Linked DNA regions of Zea mays: all the other regions are linked to region 3. The links are chromatin contacts, called in public Hi-C maps. All regions are on one chromosome and are shown on one strand. Each heading gives the region's core, a stretch centred on a gene start, on an enhancer-like site or on the middle of the called end of the contact. The rest is flanking DNA. Distances are from core to core; before and after follow the strand shown. Region 1 holds the start of LOC100272242 (LIN1 protein). Region 2 holds the start of LOC100384366 (ATP-dependent zinc metalloprotease FTSH 4 mitochondrial). Region 3 holds the start of LOC100273329.

The links. Hi-C and Micro-C count contacts between places; a contact is called where the count stands out from the background.
Region 1: a contact with region 3 is called in a Hi-C map of endosperm, with 2.7 times the contacts expected there. The contact joins the promoter of LOC100272242 here to the promoter of LOC100273329 in region 3. A contact is called at or near these places in 5 of 25 Hi-C or Micro-C datasets (bundle sheath, ear, endosperm and 2 more).
Region 2: a Hi-C map of tassel shows a contact between it and region 3, with 6 times the contacts expected there. The contact joins the promoter of LOC100384366 here to the promoter of LOC100273329 in region 3. A contact is called at or near these places in 13 of 25 Hi-C or Micro-C datasets (bundle sheath, ear, endosperm and 5 more) and 1 of 3 datasets of contacts at active chromatin or transcription factors (seedling).

What each region holds. Positions count from the first base shown.
Region 1 is chr8:143,208,062-143,212,113 of Zm-B73-REFERENCE-NAM-5.0, reverse strand. LOC100272242 (LIN1 protein) reads left to right here and starts at 1,461. Exons shown (of 3, transcript NM_001350728.1): 1 at 1,461-1,742; 2 at 2,785-2,884; 3 at 3,090-3,487. The coding sequence starts at 1,496. The coding sequence ends at 3,162.
Region 2 is chr8:142,860,210-142,863,827 of Zm-B73-REFERENCE-NAM-5.0, reverse strand. It overlaps LOC100384366 (ATP-dependent zinc metalloprotease FTSH 4 mitochondrial), which reads left to right and starts at 2,008. Exons shown (of 7, transcript NM_001349058.1): 1 at 2,008-2,262. The coding sequence starts at 2,236.
Region 3 is chr8:142,993,911-142,998,076 of Zm-B73-REFERENCE-NAM-5.0, reverse strand. It overlaps LOC100273329, which reads right to left and starts at 1,836. Exons shown (of 6, transcript NM_001147770.2): 1 at 1,147-1,836. The coding sequence starts at 1,777.

The DNA of each region.
Region 1 (4,052 bases), core at 212-2,711, 210 kb before region 3:
GTCTGAGAAACATACCTTTATCCTTGATTTGTACTTTGTCCACCTTTTTACACTTAGGCACTTGTGTTGGGCACTAAACCACCAAAATACTTAGAAATGGCCCAAGGGCACATTTCCCTTTCACTAAGCTGGTGCACGTAGGGATGGCAATGGGTCGGATTCGGGTTGGGTGGCACAAAAATCCACCTGCGATCACACACGTGAAGTCTACTTAAACCCGCCCATTATTGCACCCACGGGTGTAATTCCAAACCCGCACACGAACTCGTCGGGTTTCGGGTCACCCGCGAGTTTTACTCATTGTACACGTTTAAACAATAATTCAACTATAACAATTAAGTACCAACAACATTTGAGTTATGTCTATGGATTTCAAACCTTCTCATGTTGAGCAGCAACACAATATTTATGAACCATTAGACATATTATTTATTCAAAATAATTATTATTGTATCTTAAACATTTTGCGCAAAATAAAGAATGGACCAATTTTTGGGTCGAGTATGGGTCACCCAATGGTTGAAATAGAAACTCACACCCACACTCGCGAAACTTCGAATCGGTTGCGGGTTGCAATCGTGGGTCAAAATCTCTACCCATGCCTGCACCCATCGGGTCGGGTACCCACCGGGTTTCGGGTTTGCGGATTAAATTGCCATCCCTAGGTGCACGTCGAGGGGTGTTTTAAAAAATTATCATAAGAATTTACATGGCAAATGGTTAGTTTGCACTTGATAGGTTCCCAAAGGGTAATCAATCTTCAAATGAACAAACATATAATTATCAGATATAGGAGTGTACCGTACTACCGTATCAAAGGAGCTTCAGCACCTTGCTTCTTGGATGAATGTTTGATCCATTCCATACGATCCAAGCAAAATGGTTGCGGTTGTGGAATACTCCCTCCAGTTTTCTATTAGTTGTCGTTTAGGACAACACGATCTTTAAAATAGTAAAATATAACTTTGACTAATGATTTTTTGTTAAAATATAAATAAACTCTTAATATATTTATACTTTTATAAAATTATTTTTAAGACAAATCCGTGCATATAAATATTAGGTTTCAAAACTAAATAATAAAATAGTTATTTTAGTTAAAAATTTATAAGTTTGACTCAAACCTTATCGAAAACGATAACTAATAGTACACCGGAGTGAGTACGCTATGTCTGCCCAGCCCACGTTGGCCTTTGAGGCTTTGACGCTGTCCACGATACAGTCAGCAGCACGCCAGCTAGTACTGGCAGCAGGCAATATGCTCAGCGCCTCAGTCGCTCTTTCAACGAAACGCCACAAAGCAAACAAATCCGATCAACCCAGAATTCTTGAAACGGGCCTTTTGAACATCGTCATTCGGCCCATTGGAGGCACACAGAGTTCAGCATAGCTCGCCAGCCCAAGTGCGGTGAGGGAATAGTTTCTCCACCAAAAAAAAGTGCGGCAACGTAGCAGAGGAGGAGCAGGGGGAGGAGGAGGCTAGGGTTGCTCGGCGATGGCGTCGGCGGCGAAGACCCTTGCACGGGTTGGATCATCCCTCTTCGGCCGCATTCTCGCGTCTCCGTCCTCGTCCATACCCCGCGCCGGGCTGCCGCTAGCCAGGCTGCAGCCACACGTCCCGCCGCCGGCACCGGCGGGGGTGGACGCTTACGAGGCGGAGACCATCGCCAGGCTGAGCTCGCTCCCCGGCGAGATATCCTTCCCCTGCGGACTTCCCTCGCTCCGCTTCTTCATCGACGACGGTACAGCTTCTCTCACACACACGCACTCATGAATGGATTGGGCCGTGATTGAGTATTGAAGTTGGGCTCGGATCGCTAGTCACTGCCAGTTTCAGAAATGGGGAATAGGGGGACTGGGATCAATGTTTTTCATAAACCGTTCGTTGAATATAGAGATTGTAGTGTCGTTGAATATAGAAATTGCAGTGTGTGACTACTCGAAACTCGCATGATTTCTGTTGTAATGCGCATTTTCTGTGATTTGCAGTTATACCATTTCACTATTAAGCTTTGCTTTTTGCGGACTTGGGAAGAATTGCCAAGATTTCATACAGTTACCTTATTTGGGGGCATTGTTTTCTGAAAAGTCATGGTTGCCTTCATCAATGCTGATGTGTTACTTTTATCTGGCTTGTGTTGAAAGTTACTAAGTGATTGATCAACCTTGAGAAGTCACGTTTCTAGTGTTATTGATGCTCTTACGCATAGAAGAACACGTTGCTTGCAATACAGTACTCAGTATTTAAAGTTCCTTGATGCCTTTTTGTTCCTTAAATAGTAGGTGGCAGAACCTAAAGATTGATACACTGCATAAATTGTTTGTGGATCATTTGACAGCCTAAAACTGAGATTGTGTGGAGCTTAGGAAATTCTGCTATGATTTATGTTGAAATTAAGTCTGGTAGAAAGTGCAGTAGAAATACTCAATTACCCAAGTCTCCTTTTGCTAAGACTGTTTATTTGCATAGTGCCAAATGGTGGCCATTTCTTGTTCCAGCTGCTGCTGATTGTCCTAAAATTGGTTAGAAAGTGTATGACAAATACTCAAGTACATGCAGTTCGTCCTGCTGTTCCTGGATTGTTTCCTTGCATGGTCCCAAACAGTGACTGTTCCTTGCTACTTCTGTTGCTGGAAATGTTGCCGTAGTTATATTTGGTGAATACTAGAGTCTTGATTATGATATGTAGGCTTTGGATTATGACCTGGCAGCTAGGATCAACTTTTATTTTTGTTAGTTTGATGTCTTTTTCTAATCCGTTGCTTCTGTTCTGCTATTTGTAGTCGAGGATCCTGTTCCTAATGACCCCTTTCAGTTGCTCCCGAAAAGAACTTACCAGCCCAGTACAATCAAGCGGAAAAGAACCCATGGATTTCTTACACGGTCTGTCTCTCTAGCTTTTCCCTGGCCATTATTTTGCTTCCCTCGTCCTTCATTGAAAAAGGAAGATGGGTTTCAAGTTGGTATTATCAAATTCTGTTTCCGTTCATGTTTGCCTTTGGCACCTCATCATTTAGATTAGGAAGGTAGTTTATCTGGCATGATTGTGGTTCAGTGCCCTCATGTCCTTGTTACATTGGTTCTGCAGTAAATCGACCAAGGGTGGGCGCAAGGTGATTGCCCGGAGAATCGCCAAAGGCAGGCACAGAATCTCAGTTTAGCTAGATCTCGCTCGTAGCAGCCCTGGATGTTTTCTGTAACACAGATTCGTATCGTGTTCTTTCTATGGTTAGCACTCTGCTGAAGGTGAGCCCCCGCGCAAGCAGCAGTCCATGTATGGATTTTTATTGTGAAACTTTTTTTTGGGTGGTTTCAGTCCTGGCCATCCGTAGGATATGCCTTCTTCCATTTTATTTTGCCTTTGCTCTCCCTGGTCGGTGCGGTGCAGCCGTACGCATCAGTGGCGGATGCAGAACAAAATTCTAGGTGGGGCCGATAGTGCAAGAGACAAATCACCAGACTAGACCATAAATATAGATTAATGATAATAATATGAATGTTAAATGATAATATCTAGTGTTTTCAAAATGATATGAATACCAAAAAAACCTTTTTGGCTACCAAAAGGAGAGCTAGAGAGAGAAAATAGGTGGACTGACTGAGGATGAGGCACTAGGGCGGAGCAGCCGTATCAACGTGTCGTTCTGGCGAGTCATCGAATTTGTCGTGAGTTGGCGTTAGTGAGACGACGACAACTAGGAGGAGCGAGTGCGGGAGGCAAGGTAGCGATAGATGACGGTGACGGCAAGCGACACCCATTGTCGTGTTGCAACCGCGCGGTGGGACTCTAATGAGTTAGCGAGGGACAGGTGACGCCACGGTCTCACCAACAACTTGCCCATCTGCTGGTGCGGACTAGGAGGCAAAATATCAACGTTGCCTGCAGGATCCTGACGAGTCGACGAGCTGATGAGTGATGAGAAGGTAAGGTGCGCTGCAGCGGGCGGATTAGGTCACCGACTTACTGGTCAGTTGATGACCGAAGAAGCGAGTGAGCCACGACTGGGCTTGCGCTAGGGAAGAGAATCAAATGGCTCAGGTGAAGAGTGGA
Region 2 (3,618 bases), core at 759-3,258, 130 kb after region 3:
GTACCGTAATTAGGGGTACCCCCAACACTCCTAAACACGGCTGGTAAGCACCCTCAGCACAAACTGCAAAGATTGATGGGCACGGTTCAAGTCAAGGCCTCGTCTACCAAGGGACGCAATCTTGTCTCGCCCGAGCCCGGCCTCGGGCGGGAACAGTAGTCCCGGACGAATTCACGCCTCGCCCGAGGGCCTCCTCAGGCAGTGGGCGCACCCTCGGCTCGCCCGAGGCCCAGCTCGGGCAGGCTTCGTCGAGAAGCAACCTTGGCCAAATCACCTCACCAACCGTCCGTATCGCAGGCGCATTCAATGCGAAGATCGCCTGACATCTCATCCTGACACGCGTGCCGCAGTCGGCAAGGTCGAAGTGACCGCAGTCACTTCACCCCTTTACTGTCCGATCTGACAGGAAAACAGCACCGCTCACACCGCTCCGACTGCTGTGCCAACCACCCGGGTAAGGCTGACAACAGCCGAGTTCAGCCTCGGGCGCAACAGGAAGCTCCGCCTCGCCCGACCTTAGGCCTCGGCCTCGAGAGGAATCGCATCCTCACCCGACCCGACCTCGACCTCAGGAGAAGTCTCCGCCTCGCCCGACCTTAGGCTCGGACCGACCGCGCCACATGGGATACATCATTACCCTACCCCTAGCTAGCTCAGGCTACGAGGGAACAAGACCGGCGTCCCATCTGGCTCGTCTCGGTAACAGGTAATGATGGCTCCCCGCGTGCGTCCATAACGACGGTGGTTCTCAGCCCCCTACGGAAGCAAGGAGACGTCAGCAGGATCCCAGCAGCACCGCCAGCTGTGCTTCTACAGGGCCCAGGCACTTCTCCGACAGCCACGTTATCGCGTACACAGGGCTCTAGCACCTCTCCGACAGCCACGTTGACATGTATACAGGGCTCAGGCACTTCTCTGCCAGACACGTTAGCGCATAAGCTACACCCCCCATTGTACACCTGGACCATCTCCTTGCATCTATAAAAGGGAGGTCCAGGGCCTTCATGCGGGAGGGTCGCGCAGAGGGACGAGCAAACGAACAGGCTCACTCTCTCTCTCGCGCGCGAACGCTTGTAACCCCTACTACGAGCACCCCCTGGTGCGAGATAACACGAGCCGCATTTCCCTCTTGTGTTCCATCTTGCGCCAACCCATCTGGGCAGGGGCACGCAACGATAAAATTCACTGGTCGGCCCGGTTGAGGGTCCCCCGGGGTCCGAAACGTCGACAATAAGAGATACACGTCATGTGGGTAAAGTTGTACCACCTCTGCAGAGTGTAAAACTGATATGTCAGCCGTGATCATGGTTAAGAGCAGCATGTACCCTCACATGATAATTGAACCTAAAGATGGAGTCAAAATCGTGATCCCGTGGTTTTTTAAATGGTTTGTTTAAATAGTTTCACTTAAGTGTTTTGAGATATAATCATTATGCTCATAATTTTATTGGGTTTTGAGATACACTTACAAATAGTAAGTTAGGTGTTGCTAATAAAATATTGACCAACTAAAATGCTTACCACGTAACCATAGCCTACCTTGCTAACCTTGCATAGTTCCTCCCATTTGCTAAGCCCTCACCGTAAGTGAGTTCACCTATTGTTAAAATTTTTATCAGAAGGTGATGAGGAAGACTTTGACAAAAACGTTGACGAGTATGGAGTCCAGCGACGCTCCGGTCATCTTCCTCTGAGAGATTACCCATAATATTTTTGTTGTACTTTGATGATAATATTGTTCAAGATTTTTAAGTTTAGATAATGTAATAAAGTTATTATACTCTTTTTACGTTTTTATTGTATTATCTTTTAATATATCACACTTGTGGCACAACATATATATGAAAAATGAATTCTATTACATATATGTTATACATTCGATTTTTGTTTGTAAAGAGTGTGACACATATACACTTTGTGCTGCCGGATACAGGCATACAGCCTAACAATTTAAAAAAGACAAAAAATCGAGGGCGTTCTCACTCATGTCGTCTTCCTCTCCTTCACTTTTCCTGTACGCCCTCGAAGCTTCGACTGCTTGCCCATGACCTAAGCCGCTGCCGCCTACACCCTCACATCCCGCGCCCTCCTCTATCGCGCCGCCACCGACCACCCCCAAATCCTGCTTCCCCACCGCTCGCTTCCGTTGGGATCGTCCGTCCTCCCAGACCGCGTGGGCGCTTCTTCTTCGGAATCTCCGTGGGCCGAGTGGCGCTGGGCTAGGGATTCGGGCCCATGGCGTGGCGGCGCGTCCTCACCCAGGTGAGAGTTCTGCCTGACCTTTTCTTCGTTACCGCGCTTTATTGTTGTATTGAGATACGGTGGTGGCCTCAAATCTTCGATCTTGTGTGTCTGGGCGGGATTGCGAGCTGCGTTGTTAGGCTCTGCGCATACGAACAACGTCTGCAGATGTCTGTTCGTATACATGGCTATCTTGGGAGCTGTCTGTGAGGATGTCTCTGCTGATGAAACATGTAGGCGATGAGGCTACTGATTTTGGCCAAACAGTGATCCAGTTTGCGTTTTGTATTCGTTATTAATTCCGCTACTAATCGAAAGAATCTTGTCTTTAAGTTTAAAATTCTGGATGGTCTATTATATGACCTGTCGTCAGATTATTGTGATAGCCTGTATCTGTATGAGCATTTACAGGAAACTCTAGATTTAAGTCGAGATGTCATCTAGCGTGTTGTTCTGTGTCCTGGGATACTAATTTATACTTTTTATTAGGACATAACAATAATAGTAACTAAAAAAATTGATGCCAAGTCCATTTAATGATGGATATTGAGATCTACTGTGACAATTGTTGCTCACAATCTTAATCAGCTATGCTGTATTGTCAATTTATCGTTCTGTGTCTAGTGAAAATAATTCTTAGGACGGAACAGTAAGAACTAAAAACTGATTGCAAATCCATTTAAATAATGAACATAGAGATGTTCTGTAACAATTGCTGATCACAATTGAATAATCTGCACTGTGTTGGAACCTGCCTCCTGGGACAGCAGGATCCAATAGGGAAGTGGTGGGAGTAGTTTAATGCCTCTAAACACAGGGTGTCGAGGCAATAGTGTTCTCTCTCTTTGCTTTGGCACAGTACGTGGGGATTTATAGGTAACCGAGGGACCGCCCGCCCTTGTCAAGGACAGCTAGGCCCTCAGTTACCTAATTTATCCCCGGAATATTCCCTCATAGGGGGGGGGGTACAGTGTGTCATTACAACATGCTTTATTACAGACGCGGCCCACATGGCACTTGCGGGCGTGGTCCCACGACATGGGCCGAATTGCACATGGGCCCCTTCTCGCGCTGAGGGGGACAAAGCCTTGTAGTCTTCGAGGCTTCGATCACCCGGTCCTTGAAGTCGTCGGGGGCCTTCGCCTAGGCTTGTCGGGGCGAAGGAGGCGCTTGGGCCTTCGCACAGACGACGTCCGCGGCCCGGCCGGTGGGGCCTGCTGGCGCGGCCTTCGGCCTGCGGAATGTTGATGTAGAGGTCGACGAGCGAGGGGTAGGCGTGTTCGCCTTCGCCCCAACACACTGCTATATTGTAATTCTGCGTTTCGTGAAGCTAATTCTTAGGAAGAGCAGTAAGAACTTAAAATTGATGGCAAGCCC
Region 3 (4,166 bases), core at 587-3,086:
CTACACTTATTGCTTCACGCACAGAGCCGGACCTGAGGGGGGTCGAGGTGGGCGGCCGCCCAGCGCCCCCAAAATGTTAGGGGCCCTCAAATATATACTTAAGTATAGTACTTAGTTATTTAATAAACTCAAATGGTGTTAGCTTGGTTAGCCCAACCGTCTAATGCTACGACCTATGGATGGCAACGGGTATATATCCATTGGGTAGTAGCATTCCATACTTGTACCTATAAAACAATTCTACCCGTTGGATTATCCATATATATACACGGGTATAGAGTTTTACCCATACCCATATCCACACAGATAATTTTACTAACGTGTATGGGTAGTACTCAATACTCATTAACATACCCATGGGTAAAGAAATCATCCCATACTCTCCTTATAATTAGGTAAAATCCGTCGAGTATTCGAGTTTTGGGTACCCATTGTTAGGGGTGGTAACGGGCCATTTAGTTTAGCCTAGCAAATTTAAGGATCGAGTCAAGTTAGGGTCGGATTATAAAACAATACAATTTTGAACTAACAAAATTAAGGGCTTTGTTGATTTGTGAAGCAAGTATTAGGGTCATGATCCATTACCACCCCTACCCATTGTCATCCCTACTATGACCTGCTATCCTCCTCACTCCTTATAATTAGGTAAAATCCGTCGAGTATTCGAGTTTTGGGTACCCATTGTCATCCCTACTATGACCTACTATCCTCCTCACGTAAACGGGCAACCCAGCCTCTACCATCTTGCTCACGTAACGTAAGCCGGAAATGGTTACTGGCCTGCTCACGTAAACCAGTTCCCAAATCAGGACTCAGAATATAATACATCTAGAAAACCTAATTCTTGTCGCCAGTGCCACCACCACGTCGACAAAGGACTGGACAATCTAGATAGGACTGCAAACGCCGGGACACGCTATCGACGATCGACCTTTGCACGTACGTGTACACGTATACCATAGGCAGGAGTAGCTAATTGCGTTTAATGTGTGGTCCATCAAAGTGTGTTTACATATATAGATGTCAAAAGGGTACATATATAGAGGTCAAAAGGGCCTCTATATAAGCTTTTGTCCAGGGCTCCTAAAATCTCAGGCACGGCCCTGTTCACGCAGAAACAAAAGTAGAGTATTTTGGCAATGTTACCATGGGATTCTTGGCGCAGAGCATTGAAGGCTTCGAATGAGACTATCTCATCGCCGTTCTTGTTGTAGAGCTCCATCTCCCTGGCGGAGCGGTGGTGCTGGTCAGCCCTGGCCTGCTGGAGGTTCCAGGCGGTGAGCTCGTCGAGGGAGACGAATCCGTCCTGCGGGGCGACGTCGATCTTGGGGAAGAGCGCGCGGATACGGTCGGCGATGTTGAATCGGTCGTCGTCGTTGATGAAGTCCTCCTCCTCCTTGAGGAACTCCTCCCACTCCTTCATATGGTCATCCGGCTCGCCGCCGTGGAGGAGGCTGTAGTGCTCGCGCTCCCACTCCTTGTCGTCCAGCCGACGCTCCAGCTCGGCGATGGTCGGGTCGAAGGAGGCCGCATGGTGGTTTTGGTGCTGCGTCTTCTGTTGCCCCCCGTTCCCACCGGAGGAAGCGTCGGATGGTAAGGAGCTCTTTGGGTGGAGCTTGAGGCGGCGGTGGAGGCTGCGGCCGTGGGCGTGGGGCTGGAGGCGGGGCGAGTAGGAGGCGAGGAGAAGCAGCAGGATCAAGCCGCACACTACGTAGAGGAGGAGAACGGTGACATGAGACTTCCGCCCCGCCGAGGCCGCTGCCGGCGCCGGTGCCATCGCCGGCAAGGGGCGGAGATGGAGGAACGGGTGGGTGAGGTCCGTTTGCGGGTCCGAGATTTGGACCCGTTTAACCAGTACTCCCCCAGGAGGTGCGATTTGCAAGCAGCCATGCGTGTCCGACTGTCCGAGACGGCCCGAAGAAGTGACACGCATTTTCACAGATTTTTTTTCAGTATAGGGGGCCGAGGGTCCTCCACCAAAGGCATTTTCACAGTAAACTTTTTTTTTGAACAAAGTCATTTTCACAGTAAACTGAGACATCCTTTATGTCAACATCTTTTTTAAAATCCTACGGTTTTCCTATATTTTTAAACTAATGCTTCCACTGACCTCAAATACAGCACCCCAAGGGTGAGCCTCTACGCAAAACTTAGAAGACACGCGGGACCAATTCGATGAAGTCTACAATGTAGCACTCTTGCGGTCGGCAAGGTACCAGCAAGCACTGTGAAGGTACCACGGCTGTCGCGTTCGAAAAAGGATTTTGCAAGTAGAAGACTTGGTACTCTGGCAAGTCCAGACTAACAAAGACCGATACAAACCGTCTCTACCATGGAAGGGGTCATTCATAGTTGGAGAGGTACTTCGATCAGACATCTACAAGCTGAAGGACAAGAAGGGGAGGACGCTTCCCAACACATGGAACATCGAGCAACTGCGTCAATTCTATCCATATCAAGACTTCGACGCTCCTAAACCAACCTACTCCTGACCCTAGGCTGGATGCCTTAAGGGCTCAGGAGCGAGAGGGGGAGGGGAGCAGTACCTAAGAACTAGCCTCTCTTGCTAACAATTTTTTGTCCTTCCAGTCGGTGTGACATTTATACCCTTCTGAGCAAACACAGACACGCTAATACCTCTTTGTTGTCTGCCCGGCTAATGCAGGGTCTCGAGAAATTCAAAGGGAGCCAGAACCGACCGAGCCACCCTTCGAGAACGCCCTGACCTAAATTACTAGACGAATGCCAAGGGATCGCTTTCCGGCAAGGACCCGAACACGTTCACGGACGTCAAGGGATCGCTTTCCGGTAAGGACCCAAACTCGTTCAAATTCCTTTAGCAGGGTCCAAAGAGTGAAAAAAACTCACAACAAGACAACCATGAATTCTGGAGTTCGAAGACCGAGCCACGAAGGGCTCGCGGTCGCTCCGGCGAAAATTGGGTAAGGGGCAGCCCAAGATGGGCACACTAGCGGCCAAGACCCTAACATATGAAACATTGAGGGTGTCACCAGCTCATGTTTGAGTCCTAGGAGAATCTGACTCATGGTTTATCACGAATAGAGGCAGCGATCCATTGGTTCCAGTCGAACGGAATCGACAACTATATGAGTCGGTGTGACGTTCGCAGCAACGTCGAAATCACCCAGTAATGGGCCCTGAACCACATTAGATGAACTCTCAAATGGACCGATGGCATTCTCAAAGTTACCACAGATGTGTAGCTGCAAGGTGGCAAGAGCTACTACCGCGCCTCGGTGAAGTCTCGAGCTCCACGGTCAAGGAGACGCTAATTGTAATCCCCATCACGGACATAGGCAGGCTCCGTTGTAGGAAACGGTGACGCCTAAGAGAGGGTGAATTAGGACTTCTAAAACTTTCTCTAAACTAGGCCACAAATAAATCTCTAGAGCAAAACCTATGTAAATAAATAATCTAGAATGTGCAAACTAGGTTTTGTAGTGTTGCTATCTCTACCTCAAAGGCTAAGTTTCAATCCAAATAATCTAAACAAAAGACAAGATTGAAACTTAAATACTTAATGTAAATGTGAAAGGTAAAGAGTAAGGTAGAGATGCAAACTCTCGTGGATGACGCCGGTATTTTTACCGAGGTATCTGGAACCACGCAAGGTCCCGACTAATCATCGTTGGTGCCCCTATACAAAGGGAAGCCCACGCGAGGTCCAAGCACCTCGGTCGAGTAACTCCGTAGAGACCCGTGGGCCTTCTCCACACGCAAGTGGTGCTCCGCTTCCGGCTCCTCTCGAACGCTCCCCGTCGTCTCCACTATCGAGCTTCCGGCCAAAACGTCATGGGCCTTGTTCCCTCGGATACACGGTGGCGGTCGTGAGTCGTGACACAAACACGGTTGTCATGGTCTTGCAAGACTCTTGCCCCACTCGATACAATTAGAACGGCTCGCGCAAGAGCCGATGGGTTGTGTGGTTTTTCTAAACTTACTCAACTAACTTGGATTCATCTAGAGCAAGCACATAAGCGGTCTAACTAACCTAAGCACTTCGCAAAGCACCTATGCTAATCACCGAGTGATTCTATTAAGCACTTGGGTGTTTGAGCACTTAGAAATGTCTACAATATGCCTTGGTATGTTTCTTGGGCTCCCACACCTTGAAATGGTCGGTTGGGGGTATTTATAGCCTCCCC